Linked DNA regions of Mus musculus: region 2 is linked to region 1. Evidence: chromatin contacts called from public Hi-C data. All regions are on one chromosome and are shown on one strand. The core of a region is the stretch at or near the end of the contact, and the rest is flanking DNA. Distances in the headings are between cores, read along the strand shown.

Region 1 (7,233 bases), core at 1,924-4,423:
GGGCTGGGGTTTCAGCTGAATGAGGGAGTTTGAGAGTTGTCATTTTGAGAGGTAAAAGTATACATTAGACTTTGTAGGGTTACCTAGAGGCACAGGGGCCAAAGAGTCATTGGTGGTTCACATATGTAATCCCCGGCCTCAGGAGGTGGAGGCAAGGACTGTTACAAATTTGAGTCCAGCCCAAGCTACAGAGTGAAATCTTGTCTCAAAACCACAACAATATCAAATTTAATTATGTCATATAATTGTGAAAATGTTTTACATAGGCCAGACAAGTCTGATAGGCACGTGCTTGTGATTCCCGCAGTCAGAAGGAGGAGGCAGGAGAAGCTTGAGTTAGAGGCCAGCCGAATAGAGCAGAGCAAAGCACAGCAAAACGGGAAGCAAGGCACAGAGAGGCTGCCTGGCTGGACTGCAGGAGAGGAGCAGGGCCTTGCACGGTAGCCAGCAGCATCTGCACCCGTTAGCCTCACTACTAGGTAGTAAGGACAGGAGAGCTAGTCACCTGATTTCCCAGCTGATGCCTCACAGATGGAAACCAGGCTCATGGTGCCATTGGGTTACTGGAGCCAGCGGGAGTTGGCTGGGATGTGCAGCCAACGGTGAGAAGGGATTTGTCTTCTCCAGGCTCACATCCCTTAAGCCTAGCAGAGGCAGAAGCAGAGGCCCAGAGGGTTGCTCTGTCTCTGGCTCCTTTGCCTGACTCAAGAGTTTCATGAATGAGCAAGGGTTCCCCTGAGCGATACAGTCTTCCTGGACATTTAGCCCCAGGTCTACGGGTCTGCACTCTTTTCCTGGAAGAAGGCCTGAGCATCAGCTAATGCACCTGCAGCAATCAGGAACGTTCTTTGCCTATTCTAGAGATTCATGGCCTCACTTCCTTTCCCAAATGCTTAGTGACTTTTGGCTTAGTACAGTGTCAGACTTCGCCAATCGTGAGGTGCTGCTGCCCTCTAGTGTCCACTACAAGCAGGCGCAATTCATTTATCAAAAACCCCGATTCTGCTGTGGGCCCTAGATTATGGACTTTGGAAATAACTTCCCTTGCTTCAAGGTTTTGTTTTGTTTTATTTTAAATAAAAAAGGCACATGCAGCAACTAGAAACGAGTCTTAATGATGCCTGTTCAAAAGAAATGGGTAGTACATGAAGCCTGTATGTGGGTGGGAAGAGTTTAAAGGTAGCTAATAGGCCAGCTGAGCACATGGTAAGGAGAAATGGAGTTGAAAGTAAAGCCTCATTCTCTGTGTGACTTCTGCAGATGCCCCTGTGGGAAGTCTGGAGAATGGAACAGGAACAGAAAACCATATAATCCCAGAGCCTGGCCTTCGGTACAGGTCAGTATCAGGACACCAAGCCCATCAGTGGATTGGGCCATGCTGTTTACCTCTCTGCCTTGTATTTTCATTTGGAGACAGGTGGTACCTGTTGGAGTTGAAGACTGAGGCCCAATCTCACGTTTGTGCTCAGATCGAAGAAATAGAAAAAAAAAATCCAGAAAACTAAGTTGCCAGTGTACCTGTTGCTCGCAGGGAACATTGCCCTGGTCTCCCAAATATCACCTCATCTCTGTTGCTCTTATTTCCTCCTCTCTCTTCACAATTTTAATTTGGTGTCTTGAAGTTAGCCATCTGTGTACTTGACTTAGCTTCAAGGTAAGGGGGTCCTTGCTGCCCCACACCTTGCTTGGTGTTTTGTCACCCAGAACAGATAGGATTCTGAAAATGATACACCATGAAGGGGCTGATACCACTGAGCCCTGCCTCATAAAGGATGGTGTCCCTGCACCCTTCCGGAATTCTGATTCCTTTCTTCTTGTGTTTTTGAGCCTTTTCCAAATGCAACAGTGATCAAGGAATGCAAGCCCTGGCCTTGGGGTCTCCTGCTGCGTATGGACAAGCCAGTGCTATTATTCACATTAGAAATTGATTGTAGATATGCATGCAGTCCAGTTACCTGCCCGCATTATGCTCTCTGAGCCTCTCTGAGCACCAGCCTGCTTACAGGGGGATGCTGGAACCTGTTGTTATGGCATTTCTATATTCACTGATAATGCATAACCTGCCTCTCTGTGTGTCCTCATTTAAAGGCATCTTGTTTAGAATCTACAAGAGATGTAGCTCAGCTGTAGGAGAATGCTTGCATAGCATGCATAGAGCTCTGGGTTTGATCCCCAGCACCATATAAAACTTGGGAAGCGAAGACAGAAGGATCAGAAGTTCAAAATCATCTTTGGTCACTGTACTGGCTAGTTTTGTGTCGACTTGACACAGCTGGATTATCACAGAGAAAGGAGCTTCAGTTGAGAAAATGCCTCCATGAGATCCAACTGTAAGGCATTTTCTCAATTAGTGATCAAGGGGGAAAGGCCCCTTGTGGGTGGGACCATCTCTGGGCTGGTAGTCTTGGCTCTATAAGAGAGCAGGCTGAGCAAGCCAGGGGAAGCAAGCCAGTAAAGAACATCCCTCCATGGCCTCTGCATCAGCTCCTGCTTCCTGACCTGCTTGAGTTCCAGCCCTGACTTCCTTGGCTATGAACAGTGGTTTGGAGGTGTAAGCTGAATAAACCCTTTCCTCCCCAACTTGCTTCTTGGTCATGATATTTTGTCCAGGAATAGAAACCCTGACTAAGACAGTCACATAGAAAATTCCAGCCCAGGATCCATGAGAGACCATCAGAAACAAACACTGTTGACTTGTTGACATTGGACAGTGATATTTCATGCTTGTCTGAATGAAGCTTACATAATATGTGGGGCCCTTGTACTGGGAACATGGACCTGGAGACTATTCTAACTAGGGAAAGTGACAATACAAACCATAAGAATGTGACAAAGTAGACTACTGAAAGGACGTGTGTTCACGCGTGTGTACACGAGTTGGAAGAGGAAGGCAGTGGTTTCCTGTCTGACCCAGCTGCACACATGCCCACTGAGTGACTAACTCTTCCCTCGTGAGTGAGCGGCTTCCAGAGGGTGTTTGGATTGGTTTTGGAGTTACCAGTAAATTTCAGACATCTGCTGAGCAGCTTCATTGTTTTTCCAGTAGATTCCTGGGGAAACGTTTTGCCTGAGAGTGTTGTGAACACTGAAGTTGCATTTTGGGATGAGTGTAACTTCCTTCTGTCTACTTCCTCCCAGTAGGGAAGCCAGTTCTCCAGGCCAAGGAAGTCCTCTGAGCAGCTTGCTACCTTCTGCCTCAGTGCCTGAGTCCATGACAGTCCGTAAGTACTCTCAGAGGCTGGCATGTGTGCCAGCAGGGCACCTGTGCTTATCCTGTGCAGGTGTGGGCTTTGAAGTGAGCATGAAGTTAGTGAGTGTTTGCTTTCTGTGCACCTGATCGTGGTATCGCTGTAAGCTTCCAGACTATGGCCGGATTGTGGTGCATGGGGGTGAATCTGCTAAAGGATGCAAGGAACCTTCTGTGCCTTGCGGTTTCTAAGCTACCTTCTGTGTGCAGCCAGAGTAAGGCTGTCTTCTGACTTTCCTTGTGACTCTGGACAAATCAGTTTTGCTGATGACATATTCTAATGACAGGTGGTGCAAATCATTTCCAGCTTCAGAGGGAAGTATTAGGGACACGGCAATGAAGAGTGTGTGTGTGATGGCCCGCACCCACACCCACACCCACACCAGCAATTGTTTAACAAGATAGATGTTCAATGACTAGGTCAGTTGGGATTGGGGCCGGTGCCCTGACTGGGGTTGGCAGAGTGGGCTAGCATGAGACTCCATGGTCATCAGAGGCCAGGGCTCTTCCTTTTCCTGACTAGCTGTTGTCTTTGCTTTCTGAGCTCTGGCCATTTCGTTCCTACCCCTAATGGCAGGAAGGAGAGGGGCAGAGGGCAGGCTTTCTGTTTCCATATCACATTCAGAGATCAACACTTGGATAGTGTAAAAATTATGCCTTTTTTCCTCATCAGCCTTTGGGTAAAAATTAACATTTCCTTCAAACACCAAAGTACAACAAACCTTGAGCCCATAGTGGTGATGTCAGATGGAGAGTAACTTTATCCAGAGAAGTTCCAGGCCCCTTTAACATCACCCCAGGATGCCATTTCTGCTTGGAAATGCATTAGTTATCTGAGGTGACATAGAAACTTCCACACGGATCTCCTAGATCTCCAAGCCTGGACCTTTCTGTTTACGTGAACACTCTCCAGAGCCATGTTCCCTATGAGCTGAGGTTTCCCACAGTCCTCTGGCTGCAGAGCAGGAACTGCTAGTGTGAGTTCTGTTGCTGTGCAGGGCTGAACAGATACTTAGGTCTATGTGAGGACGACTTGTCTGTCACCTTCTCCTAGTGGCCAGGCATGGTTCCCAGAGCCCTTCTCAGCCTCTCTCCAGTGTGGGGTATGGAGCAGGTGAATTGGTTCTCTGGGGGCTGCCATGGATCTTGCCTCTGAGCCTCCCAAGCCATTTCCATCCCTGACAAAGCCACCAGCTTGGTCAGTTCCTTTCCCATGAGGACATTCTTGTGATACCTCTGAGCTGTGCCTGCAGCAGGGACTCAGCCCGTTTTATTTTCATTCATCTCTTTTTTTTAGAAATTAATCCTAGTTGTTTCTGGTCATCTTTGGCTTGAGACCTATCAGGAATTCCCAGCCAACCTTCTGAAGGAAAGGCCCACATTGGTGGGCCATTTGACTCTGGGTGTCTGGTAGTTATATGGGCTGTGCAGAACAGTTGTTTGTGAATGGGTGGGTGGGTTAGCCTTTGTTTTCAGGGGTGATTTCATGTGGGAAGGCTTTTCTTGTCCACTCTGCTCCTGCAAGATAAGGACCATGCCTCTTTCAGAAATGTGGGTGCCTCCACCCACCCCTGCTTTATCTGTGAGAGGGATAGGAAGGGCTGTCTGTGTAGCCCTACAGGATTAGTCTGATGTAACAGAGGATTGACACTGGGAAGCCTTGGCAAATGCTTCTTTTCCTGTGTGCTTGTGAGCATTGTCTCTGGCCTGGCTGACCCTTAACAGCTCCACTTCTTGGTTGTTCCAGCCGGGATTCCCTGCAACTTTCCTGATCCTCGTGTTCTCATTGTCAGCGGGATGGAGCCACCTGTTGAGTCTGTGTGCCTGTGGTGACTTGTTTGCTCTTGGTAGTTGCTGTGATGTCAAAGAAAGATGTCTTCATCCCCTGCTACAGTCTTGTGTGCTCAGTGGGTAGCAGTCGTTGATATAAGAGACCTTGATAGGGCAGTGTGGATAAGCAGCCTTGGCCTTGGCCTACAGCTTATATAAATAATGTTCCCAGTGCTGAGACTGGCGCATGCAAGGAAACACCCAACAACTGAGCTGCAGTCCCAGCCAAGTCTCCAGCTCTTCACACCTTGGTTCACATAAGTGAATGTGGTCACCAGCCTGGAAGGCAGCAGAACTCTGATGGTCTGGGCTGAGTTTGCAGGGTTTTGAAATGTCACCTTTCTTTGTAAAAGGCAAGTGCCACAGTCATATCTTCTTGTTGAGTGGCCAGCAGTGCTGACCTCAGCACAGACAGATAATGACGGCCACTCAGTATGCCCTGTGAATCCTGTGAATGCCAGTGAGTTTAGAGTAGTCACTGTATGCATGAACACACACACATATACACACACTGCACACTGAACTCATATGTGTGCACACACACAGAAAGTAAGGTCTAACAGGGGATGCTCAGTATGTGGAAAGCACTCTGAATGTTGGTACCTCACTAGCAGGCACTTAGGGTTGTGACTGGCTGTCTGCCTGTGGGAAAAGCCACCCAGACTGGATGCTTTCCCACTACTTAGTAGACATTTCTTTATGTTTATGTCAGCTTTACTTCATTCACCTCCTGTTTAACAGCCGAGTGTCTGTACATTTGAATTAATGTTTTTGTTGGAATATGTGATGTGAGCTGTGTTTAAGAAAGCACCTCTTTCCCTATTGATGGCTGGAAGTGGCACTGCAGCACCCTCACCACCAGGGGCCACTCTTTCCCTGTTGATGGCTGTAAGTGGCACTGCAGCACCCTCACCACCAGGGGCCACTCTTTCCCTGTTGATGGCTGTAAGTGGCACTGCAGCACCCTCACCACCAGGGGCCACTCTTTCCCTGTTGATGGCTGGAAGTGGCACTGCAGCACCCTCACCACCAGGGGCCACTCTTTCCCTGTTGATGGCTGTAAGTGGCACTGCAGCACCCTCACCACCAGGGGCCACTCTTTCCCTGTTGATGGCTGTAAGTGGCACTGCAGCACCCTCACCACCAGGGGCCACTCTTTCCCTGTTGATGGCTGTAAGTGGCACTGCAGCACCCTCACCACCAGGGGCCACTCTTTCCCTGTTGATGGCTGGAAGTGGCACTGCAGCACCCTCACCACCAGGGGCCACTCTTTCCCTGTTGATGGCTGTAAGTGGCACTGCAGCACCCTCACCACCAGGGGCCACTCTTTCCCTGTTGATGGCTGGAAGTGGCACTGCAGCACCCTCACCACCAGGGGCCACTCTTTCCCTGTTGATGGCTGGAAGTGGCACTGCAGCACCCTCACCACCAGGGGCCACTCTGGTGAAGCTCACTAGCTTCAAACCAAGGTTTGTGTTGGTGTTGGGCTAGCAATGGTGCTTGCTCCTCTGGTGGGTTTGTGAAGGTTAAACGCATATATACAAGAAACATACTCAGAAGAGTTGTACCTTACAATTTGAAAAGACAGATTGGAAAAATGTATCTCAGAGTTACACGTGTTAAGTGTTCAGTAACTTGTAGGTGAGACTGTTAGCACCCTTAAAGGATTCATTTACTGATTCCAAACACAGTGTCTAGGCCTCCAAATGGGTGGACATGGTTTTTGTTTTATGATGGCATCCCTACAATTACAAGCCTCTGAAGCCCCCTTTCCTGGATGTGTACCCTTAATCCTCTCTAGACGCTTAATCTTCTCAGTTGGGGTGATTTCAACCCCAAGGGGATATGTGGCCGTGCCAGGAGACCCTGGATCTCCCTGCCTGGCATGAGAATGCCTTCGGCAAAGCCTGACTGTGGTTATACCAGGGACAACAGGCTCTTTGTGCCCAGTAAGTATCCTTGTGGTGGACAGGGGTGCTGAATAGCTGCTGGAAAGCTTAAGAAAAGAACGGACCTATTGGAAATGATGAGACTCTAGGGACTGCTCATGACTCCTGTGGGTGTTTGCTGTCTCTTCAGCTCTGTCACCCTCGCTGTGAAGTGTGAAAGGCTGAGCACCTGCAGACCAGCCCAGAGCGGGTGGTCTGAGCACGAGG
Region 2 (7,233 bases), core at 2,863-5,362, 260 kb after region 1:
TGGATGGTCTCTAAGCACTGCTTTTTCCCCGCTAGGGCCTTGATCAGTTCAGATCACTAAATATTTATTAAATGAATAGATAAGCACACATGCACAGGTGAAACTTGGGTTACATATGTCCAAATTACAGGTTGGATGCATGATGGGAAAGATTCTATTTTGAAAGGATAACAGTGTATTTCTCAGCAGCCAGGAGCCAAGGTGTATCTGATCTGATCCCATATTGCAATAGAACCTCCCTTTCCTTTTTCCTTCAGACATGCAGAGCTGTACTTCTAGTACTGGGCTGGGAGACCTGCTAGGGTCAGTTTGCCTACTCTGTTTTGAACAAGACTTTGGTTTTTGTTTAGCTGTTTCTCTTACTCTCTTCAAGTGTAAATTTATATAAAATATATTTTATATATTTTATTGAAAATGATAATTTAATTGAGCAGAAAGGTTTTATCTCTTGAACATTGTTATATAACAGAGATGACAATGTTCTGACGTGGGACACAGGGACTCCCAGGCATCAAGAGTCTTACTAAGCAGCCTTCTATGATGGGCCCAGAGACTGGGTGTCTGCACATTATGGCCAATGGCATCTAAACATCTTAATTGGCATTGTGATTGCTTAAGAACTTCGAGGCTGAATTAGAGCTGAAAGTCCATATAGATCACAGAAAGAAGGAGCTGGGAATGGTTTAACTTACTTATGAAACAGACTTTGTGCTTGGGAGGAGGTCCCGCCTTGGGGCCATGTTTCAATGTCTTCTCTTTTTCTGTTTGAAACTCTGCAGCAAGGAGAAACATATACTAAGTTCTTGTCATTTAGTGGAGGAAAAACTACCAAACCATGTTATAAGGCAGGATAGCACTTGTAACAAGCATGTGCACAGAAAAATGGAGGTGTAAGTTGTCCGTTCATCCAGTGGAGCACCGGGTAGCGCCAGACTGAAGATCTGTGTTTAGGGGCAGTAATATGGATGAGTCTCCTAAACAGTGCTGGAAGTCAGAGATACGACCAAAGAAGACCAGACCCCACCCAGGTGCTCTTACCCACTTGAACCCTGCTGCTCACACTGTGGGGTCACAGAGCTGAGTCTGGGAACCATGAGAAACTTGGCAATAGGAAAGTACTTGTGAATAGCACAGTGACCAAAAATTAATTCCGGGTCCAGCATGTAATGAGTCCAGCGTGTTTCTGGCAGCATTGCCTGTTGCATACACAGCTTCACGTGCCTCAGCTTTGAACACACAGTGTGCATATGTGTGTCACCATATCACACAGCACTGCTTGATGCTGGAATGCTCCGCTGAGACTCGAGCCTGTTGTATGCTATGAAGAATGGTGCTTTCAAGGGACATGGAAGGAGTTTGGCACTCAGATACATAAAGGCTTCATCCAGAAAGACTTAATAACTCCCTCACAAGGCCTCAGTATAAATTATATTTTTGAATTGTATTGTATTAGAATGTTGAATTTCAAAGATTGCTGTTTGGGTTGTTGATGTGAGTTTCATGAAGAACCCTCATGAATTTTGGGTCGAAATTAGGATTTTCTAATAATTTCTGAAATGACTCTTGTCCTGCTTCTGCCATTCTGTATGGTATATTTATGCCTGGTCTTGTCAGTGTTGATAGTCATAATAGGTAAATATTGGACAACTCTGAAGACTGTTGAAGATGTTCTAGGTCCCACTCTATTGAACATTCAGACAGGATTCCATGCTTTATGTAAATGCAGACAGCAATCCATCTCATTAGCAGTGCAAGTTTGATTTTATCTTTCACAAATGGGAAGACTTTATGTATACTAAAGAATAAATGTTTTAAAATTATTTCTTGCAAATGTTTAACCTGTAAGCCTATGTTATGTTCCTGTATGTTTTGGGTCACGTAGAAAATTCTCCAACAGGTAAATTCTGCAGATAGAGAGCTTGGGAAGCCCGCCTTTATCCACTTCAGGAGGCACTGCTGTGTTCTCTCTGCTGGTAGTGTGGGGCTGATGAGGCTCAAGGAAGGCATCAAGACCACAGGACCAACCCTTGGCACTGGCTAGAGACCATTACAATGTTTTAGTTGTTTCTCACTTTAACATTCCAGTAATCAGTTGCTGTGCACCAGCTTCTGATGTTATGACAAGTAACTGTCAGATCCTCCAAGCTCACTATGCTGTTTATACATGTCTATTTCCACCTCGGGCTCTACCCCCAAGGATCACCCTATGTGTGTCACAAGGTCTCCCTGCCAGCATTGTAGAGCTAAGGGGAGGTCCTCAGCTAGTGTGTCCCGTTATCATGGTGAAGGGAAAAAAGAAGTTGGCAAGCCATGCTTAGGCATTGGAGGCCTCTGCTCGGAAGTGACAAGGTAGCATCCCTCCACAGATCTCATTAGATTAGTGATAAGAAACCAGCACACCTGATCTTCCCATGGGTAGGACTCTCCAGGAGGGGATCTGAGCCACCAAAGGAATCTAATATAATATAATCTACCTCAGCAAGCAATGCTCACTGTAGAAATATCACAGAAGATGGGAAGATATTATATAGCCATTAAATAGAGTTGTAGATCTCACAGATTAGCTTGCAAAGTTATTTATTACACATGCCAAAATGGGAAAAAACAAAAATGCAATTGGAGAATTTATAGTCTATTCCAAGTTTTTCAAAAGTAAAAAAAAATGCATATAGTAGTATAGGAAATGAAATGGAAAAATGGAGCTGTGTGCATAGCTCAGATGTAAAAGAATCCATTTGGCTTCTCAGGGTGACCAACTGTCAGCACATGGGACTTCAGACTGCCTGAGTCACACAGAATGAGTTCTCATTTTAATAACAGCCTGGATTTGAATGTTAAAACCGCCTCCTTTTAAATGTTAGAAGCTAAACAGGCTTTTAAAAAAGCAGTATGATATTTAAGTTTACAACAGATAGGAACCAAAATATTTCACTAATCAGAGGAAATATTTTGATTCCTATCTGTTCTATTTTTTGTTTAAAAAAAAAGTAACTAGTTTGAGGATACTCAACTTTATTTTCTTACTTTATCCTCAAACTAGTTACCTTTTTTTAATCAAAAAGAATAATAAAGGAAGCAAGATACTAAGCAGCTCAGAATGGTAGCTGTATTCCCAGCACTAAGGCTGACACTGACACAGGAGGATTGCCATGAGTTCTAGGCTAATCTGAACTACATAGTAAGTTTCAGAACCACATGGCCTAAAAAGTGAGACTTTGTCCCTAAATCAATTAACTAATTCAATCAATTTAATTAATCATTTAATGAAAGGTGAGAATACCTTTACTGCAAGATTCACTATGTGAATCTCTGCTCAGTTGATCATGGTGTTTAATTAAGCAGGAAATGTGATCTTGGCAAAGCTTTGGTCATACTTGTTGTGCTCCATAATGAAGGGAAATACAAGTACCAATCTATGCTCACAGTCATGAAAAGCAGAACCAACCACAATGAAGAAAAGGGAAGAGGTCCTAAGGGCTTGCTGATGCAGCATCAAGTGACTCTGCTGACACATGGACACGTGTCCTCCTGAAAGCGGCTTAATGGCCTGGAAGGAGCCCATTGATTCTCATAGCAGTGGCTCAGGAAAATCAGGCCTATGATATTGTGTCGCTCCAGTCCAGTAGTTAGCCACAGTGTAGCCCCTGCAGCTGCTCCCTACCAGGTGAAGTACAGGCATGCACGTGGGAGGGGCTGTGAATGGCAGTGGAGGAGGGAATTGAGTTTAATATGCACTGTTGAATATTCAGGTTTCTTTCCCTTTCTCACACAAGTCTAACCCCCTCCCTTCCTCAGCACCATCTTGCAAATGCAGCCTTGCCTCTACACCAAACACATAATCAAAACAAGGTTTTAAGCTGCAAATAAGTTTAATAGAAAAGGAAATTAGTCACTTCAAAAAAAAAATCAACAGAGACCATTTGGACATTTGAAAGTCTTGGATTAGCCTTAATCAGCCCCCAGCAGTGCCTGTTCCCAGCGTGGAAGTCAGGTAGGGTGCAGCCCTTGCTGGCAGCAGACAATTTCTCAAAAAGAAGAAAAGACAGACAAAAGTTAAAACTGTCAAAATTAGTGTGTGGTTGTCATACAGAAATTGGGAAGTTAGAGGACCAGAAAGAACTCAGTTCCCTACAAAGACAGCACTGCAGTGAGAGCCTGCAGGCCTTTTCTACATTCTCCTCCTGAGATGGTCTCCCTCACCTGTGAAAATGTGCACCCTTCTTAACATAGAAATTGGCTCACCATGCTGCACCTCATGTCCAGGTCACCACTGCCAGTGTGTGTAGCACAGCTGGGTGATGGGGGCACAATTCCTTCCTTGTGCATTTTATTCTGCATTCTTACTGTCATGAACATTTCTGGGAGCCATAACGACTTTCATGCCCAGTCTGGTTTTTTCCCTCCTTTCTTCCCTATAGATAAATTTGTGGCTTGGGGACCGGGCTGCTGTGTGATATTTTAGAAAGTCAGAGTTCTGGAGAAGAGAGACACCCCCCCCAACCCTGTCACAGTGGGCAATTTATTTATTGATGCTTAAAATGACTGCACACGTTTATCCCCATGTGTGCAGTATGTACCCTGGTGTGCATGTGGAGGCCAGAGGAGTTCCAGTCAGTTCCCTCCTTCCACTGTGTGGACCCTCAGTCTTGGCAGCAAACACATTTACATATTAAATGTGCCTGTTTTCTTCATGCACATAATTGGAACAGTGCCACTGATTTTGCAGGGTCATTATAACTGTGAGTCTGATGTAGGGGCACTCGCTTATCCCAGTACTTCAGTAGACTGAGGCAGGAAGTCTCTAAGTTCAAGGCCGGTGGGGCTGCACAGCAGTTTCAGGCTGGCCAGCTACATGGTGAGATCTGTCTCAAGAAACCAGAGTAATGATTATGATAGCAGTGACCCTGCGGCTCTGGGCTCCGGAAGGCACATCTGCGGCTCTGGAAGGCACATCTGTGGCTCTGGAAGGCACATCTGCGGCTCTGGAAGGCACATCTGCGGCTCTGGAAGGCACATCTGCGGCTCTGGAAGGCACATCTGTGGCTCTGGAAGGCACATCTGTGGCTCTGGGCTCTGGAAGGCACATCTGTGGCTCTGGGCTCTGGAAGGCACATCTGTGGCTCTGGAAGGCACATCTGTGGCTCTGGGCTCTGGAAGGCACATCTGTGGCTCTGGAAGGCACATCTGCGGCTCTGGAAGGCACATCTGCGGCTCTGGAAGGCACATCTGCGGCTCTGGAAGGCACATCTGTGGCTCTGGAAGGCACATCTGTGGCTCTGGGCTCTGGAAGGCACATCTGTGGCTCTGGGCTCTGGAAGGCACATCTGTGGCTCTGGAAGGCACATCTGTGGCTCTGGGCTCTGGAAGGCACATCTGCGGCTCTGGAAGGCACATCTGCGGCTCTGGAAGGCACATCTGCAGCTCTGGAAGGCACATCTGCGGCTCTGGAAGGCACATCTGCGGCTCTGGAAGGCACATCTGCGGCTCTGGAAGGCACATCTGCGGCTCTGGAAGGCACATCTGCGGCTCTGGAAGGCACATCTGCGGCTCTGGAAGGCACATCTGTGGCTCTGGAAGGCACATCAGCTGGTAGGTACTGTGCTGTCAGGAATCTAGGGACTGAGTAGCCGTGGGCCTGGAATCAGACAGACCTGATTTGGAATCAATCACTTCTGAGTTCGCATCTCAAATTTGTCCCACGATAGTAATTTGCTCTGTGATAAGTTAACATTTCTGAGCTATAGTTTGTTTATGTAGAATGGGGATCAGCCACAACATTTATGGAGGTTTGAAAAATGAGCAAAATGATGTGATCTGGAATTCACTTACCTATACTGTTGTCTGTGTTCTGTACGCATTGCAGCTAGCCATACTGTTACTGATCACTTTGTATGCGTGTGCAAGCACATTTTTAAATGTGAATATGTATGCATCTTTCTCTCTTGCTCTCCACTTTGTATTTAGAGATGGGGTCTCATCTTGAATCCAGAGCTCATTTGTTTGGCTAGATTGTTTGGTTAGTGAGCCCTGAAGATCTTGCTCAGTGCTAGATGGACACACACCACCACATCCACTTTTCCATGGGTGCTGCCGAGCACATCCCAGGTCCTCATGCTTGCACAGTGGGCACTTTACTCTCCAGCCACACATTGGCCACACAGTTCCACAGAGGAGCTGTGCAGGAGCTAACGTGGAAGAATCGAGGGGTGCCTCACTCTTGGAGAGCAGTGGTAGTGATTTTAGGTCGTCCTGGGGGAGTGTTCCATGTACTGCCTGTAATGCTGAGTTGGGACCAGTCAGCAGAGAAGCACAGCAGAGGACACAGTATGGTCCTGTCCAGAGAAGAGGGCAGGGCTGGGACCAATGAATGGGGGAGTTGGAGGAATGACCAGAACCAAGCTATGGTGTCAAGACTGTGTGGCCAAGAGTAGCACCCAGCTCCCCAAGCCCTGGGACCTATGAGGGGGAAGGTGGCATGTTATTAGATTGTTGTTTCCTTGGAGACTGAAACTTTTATTGTTTAATGTTGAAGATATTGATCTACAAGGTGGGAATGGTGATTCCAGCTCTGTGGTATAATGAAAAAAATGTAACTTTCATGGAATCCATAAAAAGTAAAATAGACATTCTTTAAAAAAAAAAAAAAGCAAGCTTGATCTTTGATAAAATCTTCCAGAAAGTGGGTCTGTCCATGTTATATAAAGAGTAAGTTTTCTCTTCTGAACTAAGTCAAGTCAAGAAGTGGTCAACCCGTATCTCTTTCTTAGTGTTAGGAGCTGCTGCCCTCAGTATCTTGCTGTTGCCCAAACCCTTGAGCAACAAGGCCAGGCAGGACTCACAGCACAGGGATAGCTCATAGGCTACTTTCTGGAAGTTCTTTCATCCATTCATCCCATTTTCCAACCAACCACTGAGCCTGCTAACATGGATATGGAAGGCCTTTGAGCCTGGCTTATGCCAATGAAGCTAGCCAGGTAAGATGCCTGCTCCTCAGGAATGTGTATATGCCAGTGACCATCTAGCATAGCAAAGCTATTCATCACTGACTCTGGAAAGAAAGTGGCACAGGATGGGGGATGAGGGACGGAGCATTGTGGGAAAGGTTACTTTAGGTGAGATGGTCAGGGAAGGCCTCTTTTCACTGATAGGGAAGAACAAATCAGAACTAAGTGGGAGAGACTTCATTGTAGAAAGTCCTCTGCAATGGGGAGTGTCTGCAGGCAGTGTTACAGT

What was found. A called contact is a pair of places that touch in the nucleus more often than the background predicts.
Region 2: a contact with region 1 is called in a Hi-C map of the HPC-7 cell line, with 5 times the contacts expected there. The contact joins two enhancer-like sites. A contact is called at or near these places in 15 of 484 Hi-C or Micro-C datasets (the C10 cell line, the HPC-7 cell line, Th1 cells and 11 more), 4 of 115 datasets of contacts at active chromatin or transcription factors (T-cell acute lymphoblastic leukemia, bone marrow-derived dendritic cells, bone marrow-derived macrophages and 1 more) and 2 of 9 other capture datasets (bone marrow-derived macrophages and liver).

Annotation. Positions count from the first base shown.
Region 1 is chr16:11,417,563-11,424,795 of GRCm38.p6, forward strand. Snx29 (sorting nexin 29) reads left to right here. Exons shown (of 21, transcript NM_028964.4): 10 at 1,261-1,336; 11 at 3,142-3,221. Among named protein-coding and RNA genes, the nearest start is that of Snx29, 98 kb to the left of the region's middle. Within about 2 kb of position 3,174, at least 53 of the 459 cell types and tissues checked have an H3K27ac peak or open chromatin away from gene starts, as enhancers often do. A contact at or near this core is called in the HPC-7 cell line and bone marrow-derived macrophages, where this site is marked.
Region 2 is chr16:11,672,704-11,679,936 of GRCm38.p6, forward strand. All of the region lies in intron 18 of Snx29 (sorting nexin 29), which reads left to right. Among named protein-coding and RNA genes, the nearest start is that of Gm32100, 93 kb to the left of the region's middle. Within about 2 kb of position 4,113, at least 45 of the 459 cell types and tissues checked have an H3K27ac peak or open chromatin away from gene starts, as enhancers often do. A contact at or near this core is called in the HPC-7 cell line and bone marrow-derived macrophages, where this site is marked.